Regions from separate parts of the Sus scrofa genome. Here region 1 is linked to region 2. The links are chromatin contacts, called in public Hi-C maps. All regions are on one chromosome and are shown on one strand. The core of a region is the stretch at or near the end of the contact, and the rest is flanking DNA. Distances in the headings are between cores, read along the strand shown. Region 1 holds the start of UBE2R2 (ubiquitin-conjugating enzyme E2 R2). Region 2 overlaps UBE2R2 (ubiquitin-conjugating enzyme E2 R2).

Region 1 (4,511 bases), core at 1,549-4,048, 42 kb before region 2:
TACCCACTATGTGCCAAACATCATAGTAGCCTGTATATGGTTATGAATAAGACCTGTTGTCCTTATGGAGTTTATAATCTTGAGCACTTATTATGTGTCTAAGAGATCCCTATTAGACATGGGAATGGAGCCTGGGGTTCAATTTGTGATTTGTTGTTGTTGTTACAGATTATCTTTTTACCCTTAGCTATGAACCCATGAGAACAATTCCTTAGTATCTATTTTGTGTCAAACAGTGTGCTAGTTGCTGAGGATCCAGGGATGAATAAGACACAGTTACAACCTACTAATAAACAATGTCTTACCTGCTAAGATAAAAAGGCATGAGACAACTTATGGGGAATTTTGAGTCCTCTGAGAATGGAGTCTTAAATACACAACTCATCAACACACTAAGCTGTGAGCCTTCTAGTCACGTATATGTTTATTAGCCGCCCACCTTAGGGTCATGGCATCATGAATATTGTATGAGTTTGTGAGTTGATTTGAGTCCAGGAAGTGGCTTCTGGTCTGGATGCCAGATGTGTATTCCAGTGACTTAGGCTAGGCACCTGCTACCTTCTGGGTCAGGGTGGGGCTGTGATAACTTTATGTGGGCGAAATGCTTTGAAGATGAACTTTCTGCCTATTTGTCTACTCACAGCCTTGCTATTAAAGGTGTCAACATCATCTCCCATATTTCCAGGTCAGCAATCTTCCTGTCCCTAAATTGAGTGGTGAAGGACAGGAAGTTAGAACCAGTCATACACCATCATTTGGGGAGGAGGGGTTGCATTGACTCAGATATGCTCTAATTCCAGTGGAGTTTGGTCTCAAGACCTAAAGAATAGAGTTGGGAGCTAGGGAATGATTCTTTAAAATACTGAGACTTCAGCTCAGAAAAAAAGAACAATAACAAAAAAATGAAGGGGATCTTTCATTTGGTTATGCATAGTGACTTCCTTCTAAAGAGTACAATACAGAAAGGTAAAAAGGGTAACTTTACAGTGGAGGAACTTGGTATCTTGCCTCAGCCAGGTGATCCAGGTCAATATCAACATTAAGTCATGTTAATATTATAGTCTCCTGATATGATGAAAATATCATTTTATCCCTGTGATCTTCTCCCCCAAACCCCAAAATTCTAGTTTAATCATGAGAAAAACATCAAAACTATAATTGAGAGCCATTCTACTACTTGACTAGTACTCTTCAATACTTTTATGGTCATCTAAAACAAGGAGAGTCTGAGAAACTGTCATAGTCAAGAGGAGCCTAAGGAAACACAAAAACTAAATATAGTATGGTGTCTAGGAGGAATCCTGAAACAGAAATGGGCATTAAATAAAAACTAAGGAAATGTGAGTAAAGACCTCAGTTAATAATAAAATTATCAATGCTGGTTCACTAATTGTAATAAGTACTACACTAATGTAAGATGTTAATAATAGGATAAATTGGTTGCCAGGTATATGGGAACTCTTTGTACTATCTTCTCCATTTTTCTATAAATCCAAAACTTTTTTTTAAGCCTACTAAAAAATTGAGATGTATCCAAACATAGCTGTGCCTTAAAATTTTTTTTTCTTTAAAGTCCTATTTATGGATAATTTACCATGTGCTAGTCATTGTGCTAAATTCTGTACATAGATGATCTTGTTTAATCACTACAATTGTTTATATGTTAGGTATAATTAACTCTCTTTTACGGAAGGAAATGAACAAGGAAGAGGTAATATAATGAAAATGGTGGAGCTAGGGTTGGAACCAAGGATCTTTCTGATCCCCAAATTCTAACTATGTGGAACTCACAGTATCCTGGCCTTTCTAGGAAGTATTCAGGCAGTATCATAGGACATGCCTTCCTAAGAGAAAGCGGTATTCTAAACCATGGGGACTGAAGACTGTCTTCATACCTCACTTCAGTTATGATTGTCTTGAAAGTTCTCCAGTTCTAGATTGGACTTTCAAGCTGAAAGGATCTGTAGGGAGGTCAAAGTTCAACCAAATACATCGTTTTACAAATGGGTAAACTGGGGGATAGCCAGAGCACTTGCCTCAAATCACACAGAAAAGGGCCAGAAACCCAGGTTCTGTCTGTATTATTATTTCTCTATTTCCTACAATTTCTTCATTGTAGTTAAGAAGGGAAGTAGAAACTGGCCTATCTGCCTTCTTCATTTCTCCAATAGGAAACTGCCCCCCAACTCCCTATGCGGGTGACACAGCTTTCTCAAGGATACAATGGCATGAGAACTGGATATGCAGAAGAGATGTCGGGACGCTTGTTCCCACCAATAAGACCCACATTATCAGCACATCCTTGTCAAGCATCTACTGAGTGCAGGGAGAGCAGACTGTGTCACTGGAAGGAAGCGGGAGGGAAGATGGATCAGGGCTCCTATAAGGAGCGGTGCAGAGGCCTGTGGATACACCGAGGGGAAGGAGAGCGAAAGCAGTTTTAGGATCAGAGGTCCCTTCCGGGGCGCGCCTTGACACCATGGCGTCAAGCCACACAACTGTCATTTTGGGGCCAGGGGCAATCTCCTGCGGCCACCCTCGGCCCGCACGAACGCTTGGCCCTTTAAGGGTGGGGGACACGCGCCAGCGTCACAAAGCGCCGCCACCACGCGGGGCAGCGGAGAGGAGGCGCCCAAGTGGGAGAAAGAGGAGGAGGAGGAGGAGGAGGAGGGTGAGGGTGAGGAGGGCGGGGGAGGGAGGGGCGCGCGCACGCGCGTCGGGCCACCCTCCGCCCCAGGCCGCCCTCCCTCCCGACGCGCGCCCCTCCTCCCTCTCTCTCTCTCTCCCTCCCTCCCTCCTTCTTCTCGACTCCGTCGCTCCCGCGGCGCGAGGCGCTCTCGCTCTTCTCCTCCTCCTCCTCCGCCGTCGCCCCTCCCCCCGCGCAGCCGCCGCCGCTGCCGCCGCCGCCGCCGCCGCCGCTGCGAGACCCCCGCGTGCCGCCCTCCTCCCGCCCTTCGGCTCCGCGCGCCCTTCGGCCCCGCGGCCCCCGAGGAGAACGAGAGGGCGAGCGAGCGCGGCGCTCCCGGGCCGGCTCGGCCGCGTACTCTCACCATCGCCGGCCCTCCGCCGCCTTCCTCCAATTCCACCTCCTCTCCCCCCCCCCCAAGTTGAGGCCCCCTCCGGGGGGGGGAGGCCCGGGACCAGGAGCGAATTTCTCCAACTCTCTCCACCCCTCCCCCACACGGCCTGAGTGCGAGGAGAAGGGCTCGGCCCGGCCCGCGTCGTGTGAAGAGGAACCGGGCTGGCCCACGGGCCGTCTGGGGCCTGGTCCGGGCCGCCGGGTGTGTGAAGACCGGGGCCCGTTGCGGCCCGGCCGAGGGCGAGCGCAGGGGAGGGGCCTGGTCCGGCCCGGCCGGTGCGTGAGGACTGGGGCCCCGGCCCGGCGCCGCCGCCGCCGCCGCCGCGATGGCCCAGCAGCAGATGACTAGTTCGCAGAAGGCCCTGATGCTTGAGCTGAAATCCCTGCAGGAGGAACCGGTGGAGGGCTTCCGGATCACCCTGGTGGATGAGTCCGACCTCTACAACTGGGAGGTTGCCATCTTCGGACCCCCTAACACCCTCTACGAAGGCGGCTACTTCAAGGTACCCCCAGCCCCTCTCCAACCTGGCTTCCTCGGGCGGAGGCCGCCGCTTTCCGCTCTTTTCCCGGCCAAGAGTGGCAGCGCGGGTGAGCGGAGGGGGCTCCTCACGTCGGCAGCCCCCTCCCCCATCCGTGGAGGCAGGAAGGCCTCGCTGGCTCTCCAAGTGCCTTTTCTTTGTCATGGGGGCGGGGGCGGGGGCGGGAGGCCAGACTGCACCGGGAAATAGGAAAGTCTCTGTGGCTAGGGTAGTGGCTACCCGAGGAGGAGGAGGAGGAGAGCGGTCTTTGTTTTGTTTCCCCAGCTGAGGGTGTGCGGGAAGAAAGGTGGTCTGTCTTTCCCCTCTCGTCCTCCCATCGGGACCATCTCTGCGCCGGCTGGAACTACCCCAGAGGGCAGAGTGACCTGCACTTATGGGATTGGACCTTTCTTTTGGGGTGGGGGTGGGGGTGGGGGAAGGGTATCGGTCTGTCATTCCAGAGGCTGCCTGGTGCCCTGACATTTTGGGGATTTGCTGGGCTTCTTGAATAGTGGTGGTTCCAACTTCGCATTCCAGTGGGCGGTCATGAAGAATAGGACCCTAGCGCTGGTAAACAAGGTTGCCTGCTTTTTCTAGCCATTACCTACTTTAGAGAACTTGAATCTAGCCCCTTTTCTGTCCTCATTTTCTATTTACTTCAGCCGTGTGTCAAAATGCCCTTTGTCCTCACCCTGCTACCAACTCTACTGACTCCCTCCCTCCCCCGGCCCCACATGTAGAAACACCCACAGAGGGCGGAACAGGTGATGTAGGGGGATTGGTTCCCACCTTAGTGAGACAAAATTGAAACCTTTTGCTCAGGTGGTTAACTGGCAAATGGAGGGTGATTTCACGGATGAAAAGTATCACCTGCGGTGGGATGGTGTCACAGAGTAGGACGACTCCTTAGCGAC
Region 2 (4,239 bases), core at 588-3,087:
CATATGCTCTGGGTGCAGCCACTTTAAAAAAAAAAAAAAGAGAGAGAATGTCCTTATCTTTTTCCTGACTTTACTGAGAGTGCTTGTGGCACTTATCAAAGATTATATTGAGTTTTGGGTCAGGCATATATGTTTTACTGTTATTGAAGTATTTGACTCTTAAAAAATAGAATGGATGGGGGTTCCTGTTGTGACTCAGTGGTACCAAACCTGACTAGTATCCATGAGGATGCATGTTCGATCCCTGGCCTTGCTCAGTGGGTTAAGGATCTGGCATTGCTGTGTGGGCTGCAAGATGTGGCTCTGATCTGGCATGGCTGTGGCTGTAGAGTAGGCCAGCAGCTGCGGCTCTGATTCGACCTCTGGCCTGGGAACTTCCATATACTGCAGATGTGGTCCTTAAAAAAAAAAAAAAAAGAATAGGTGAATTCTGTTGTGTGTCTTTTCTGCATCTTTGGAGATAGGATTTTTTCATTCCCAGTTCTACTATCATTGAACTATTTGCTAAGTATTATGACCTCGTAGTGCATGGTTATTATAGAACCAGTTAAGTAAGGTGGATAAGGGTCTGGACCTACCTAGTTGTTTAAAATAAGACCACCTGGGAGTTCCTGTCGTGGCACAGTGGTTAACGAATCCGACTAGGAACCATGAGGTTGCAGGTTCAATCCCTGGCCTTGCTTAATGGGTTAACGATCCGGCGTTGCCGTGAGCTGTGGTGTAGGTTGCAGACACAGCTCGGATCCCTCGTTGCTGTGGCTCTGGTGTAGGCTGGTGGCTATGGCTCCGATTCGACCCCTAGCCTGGGAACCTCCATATGCCGCGGAAGCGGCCCTAGAAAAGGCAAAAAGACAAAAAAAAAAAAAAAAAAAAAAAAAAAAAGACCACCTGGAACTGAGCCAGCCTCACACATAGAAAAATGGTCTAGACTGATGGGCTGGGCAATTTTCAGCCCCAGAGGAGTCTAATCAGAGATGAGAAAATTGTCTGAACAGAGAATTACAAAGATAATAATAGGCATTGTTTATTGCGTGATTAATATGTGCCCTGCCGTGTGCTAAGGGAAATTTGTATATGTATATACAAATTATTACTATATAATACACATATATATTACAGGCTCTATTTGTTACTAGATGTGTGACATTGTGCAAGTTTCTAAAAGTCTTTTTATTCATCTTTTTGTTAAAAATGATGAAAATACATACCTCATACAGGGTGGTTTTAAGAATTAAATGAGTTGATATATGTAAAATACTTAGAACAGTATAAGCTAGAGCTGCTACTACTGTCTTCCTTACAGCAACCCCAAGAGGTATCCCTGAACTAGTTCTGTGTATATGGGAAAACTAAGGCTTGCAGGGAGTTTGAGAATCCAAGGTTAAACAGGTTCCTGGTTTTTTTTTTTAGCTTACTAAGTATGTCTGCCTTTATTTTGCCCTGGCTTTCAAAGCAGGATACTTGGGTGTTCAGCTAAGGGAGGTTTGTCAGGAACTTGTCTGATAAGGGTACCAAGATAGATCCCTGCTACTGAGTTTGGAACATATTTCAGGAAGACAGTGACCATGGTACATGGAAACTGAATGTACTTTTAGAGTAATAACTTCAGAATTAGTGTTGGGGCATACATTGGCATTTGGGCTGAACGAAAGAAGTTGGAGTCCAGTAATTATGTCATTCAGGATTCAACTGAGTCTGAGCATCAAGGCTTTAAATAGCAATCAAGTTCAGAATTGTCCCTGGGAGTTAGGGATTCACCAATTGTGTGGATATTCAAAGTAGCATAGCTATTAGTATGTTTATGGCAGAAACTGGGAATGAGGCCATCATTAGTTACTTCATTTCTCAATCATCCATGTTTACTTTTTATCTCATGACACTAGACAAGCTGTGTCCTGATAATTATGAACTGCTGGTTTAGATGCCCTTTGCAGTAAATAACAAATTGCATCTGCATTCTAATGGTCGATGACTTAACTGCCCTGCTTATCTGGATTCCTGACTTCTGACTTACTTTTAACCTCTTAAAATTTGCCTGCTCCTCTAATCCTGCCAATTTATAGTCCTTAATGCCTTCACATTACTGATTTGACACTTACTGCTTTTCTTTTAATTGAATTTATTTTTCATTTATAAAGATGACTCAGGTACATAGTTGTAAAAGTTAAACATGGAGTTCCCTGGTGGCTCAGTGAGTTAAAAACCCAGTGTTGTCGCTGCTGTGGCACAGATTTGATCACTGTCCCGGGAACTTCTGTGTGCCACAGGTGCTGCCAAAAAAAAGAAGTCAAATATACTATAAAGTTTATAAACAACACTAATCCCTTACCACTCCCCACCGCTCAAAAAGCAACCTCTTTTAGAGCTATTTTGTTTTGTCTTTATTTTTTTGTCTTTTTAGGGCCGCACCTGTGGGCATATGGAAGTTCTCAGGTTAGGGGTCTAATTGGAGGTGTAGCTACTGGCCTGTGCCACAGCCATAGCAATGCAGGATCCTTTAACTTCCTTTAACATGATGAGACCTACATCATGGCAAAGCTGGATCCTTTAACTTACTGAGCGAGGCCAGGGATCAAACTTGAGTCCTCATGGATACTAGTTGGGTTCCTTACCACTGAGCCACAATGGAAATTCCTTAGGTCTGTTTTACAAATGCAGAAACAGTGAGTCTTCAGTTACCTCACATGGTTATGTCTAACATAAAGCCGCACCTGATGTGAGCTCTAGAGTCAATCACATATATTTAGACCATTTTTTGGTTGTTGTTCCTAGGATTGAATTAATAATCATACTTCTCAAATCATGGTTCTTTATAATTTTTTTGCCCATATCATATTTTTTCTTTTGTTGGTTATGTATGTATATATCCATTTCTTTTTATCCCCATTCCCATTTCTCTCCCTCTCATATCCATTAGGCAACCAATCTAACAAGTTTATGACTATCCTCTGGTAGATACTCTTTTTATTTTTCTTTTTTTTGGCCATTGTAGCAGCTTGATGCCGGATCTCAGTTCCTAGATCAGGGATTGAACCTGGGCCACAGTGGTGAAAGCACTGAATCTTTTTTCTTTTTTCTTTTTTTTTTTTTTTTTTTTTTTTTTTTTTTGCTTTTTGCTTCTTAGGGCTGCACTCGTGGCATATGGAGGTTCCCAGGCTAGAGGTCTCATTGGAGGTACAGATGCCAGCCTACACCACACCCACAGCAACACAGGATCCAAGCCACGTCTGCAACCTACACCACAGCTCAAGGAAACACCGGATTCTTAACCCACTGAGCAAGGCTAGGGATCGAACCCATAACCTCATGGTTCCTAGTTAGATTCTTTTCTGCTGCGCCACAAGGGGAACCCCCCCTTTTTTTTTGAAAGCAGTGAATCAGTTCCCATTGTGCCTCAGTGGGTTAAGGATCTGGCATTGCCATGAGCTGTGGTGTAGGTGGCAGACGTGGCTCAGATCTTGCATTGCTGAGGCTGTGGCAGGCCCGGCGGCTTCAGTTCCAATTGGACCCCTAGCCTGGGAACCTCCATATGCCATGGGCGTGGCCCTAAAAGACAAAAGACCGAAAAGAAAAAAGAAAAAGCAGTGAATCATAACCACTGGACCACTAGGAAACTCCCAGTGCTCTTTGTTTCTGGTGGTGCTGTTTTGGCCACATTCTGGGGCATGAGGAACTTCCTAGGCCAGGACCCTCACCACAGCAGTCACCCAAGCTGCTCCAGTGACTAGGCCGGATCCCTAACCTGCTGCTCCACAAGAAAGAGAACTCCCCAGCGCTCTTTAAGATTTAAAAAAAAAAATTTTTTTAACAATCGCAAACTTAGAGCTTTCTTCCTGAATCATTTGAGAGTAGGTTGCCGATCACTGATGTCTCATAATTCCTCTGAATGTTTAGAATTTATTTCTTATAAACAAGATCATTCTACATAATGATAACCAGCAAAAATCAGGAAAATAAGATTGGTACATTACTGTCATCTAGTCCTTAAGCCCTGTTTTATTTTGAGTTACTGTTGTTTGTAGCATAAGGATCCAGTTCAGAATCATGTGTTGCATTTACTAGTTACCTGTCTCTATAATCGCTTTCAGACTATAACCATTCCTTAATCTTTTCTAGACTTTTATGTCCTTTGTAGGTTTGAGAGTTACAAGACACTTATTTTGTAGAATGTCCCTCAGTTTGAGTTAGGAAAACTTCCTCATGTTTATTTAAGGTGGAACATGATTTTGATTTGTCTCA

The links. A called contact is a pair of places that touch in the nucleus more often than the background predicts.
Region 1: a Hi-C map of fetal liver shows a contact between it and region 2, with 1.7 times the contacts expected there. The contact joins the promoter of UBE2R2 here to the enhancer-like site in region 2. A contact is called at or near these places in 2 of 5 promoter capture datasets (fetal liver and liver), 5 of 47 Hi-C or Micro-C datasets (embryonic fibroblasts, fetal liver, heart right ventricle and 1 more) and 1 of 2 datasets of contacts at active chromatin or transcription factors (alveolar macrophages).

Annotation. Positions count from the first base shown.
Region 1 is chr10:33,012,760-33,017,270 of Sscrofa11.1, reverse strand. UBE2R2 (ubiquitin-conjugating enzyme E2 R2) reads left to right here and starts at 2,798. Exons shown (of 5, transcript XM_021064700.1): 1 at 2,798-3,582. The coding sequence starts at 3,406.
Region 2 is chr10:32,970,064-32,974,302 of Sscrofa11.1, reverse strand. All of the region lies in intron 1 of UBE2R2 (ubiquitin-conjugating enzyme E2 R2), which reads left to right. Among named protein-coding and RNA genes, the nearest start is that of UBE2R2, 42 kb to the left of the region's middle. Within about 2 kb of position 1,837, at least 7 of the 83 cell types and tissues checked have an H3K27ac peak or open chromatin away from gene starts, as enhancers often do. A contact at or near this core is called in fetal liver and liver, where this site is marked.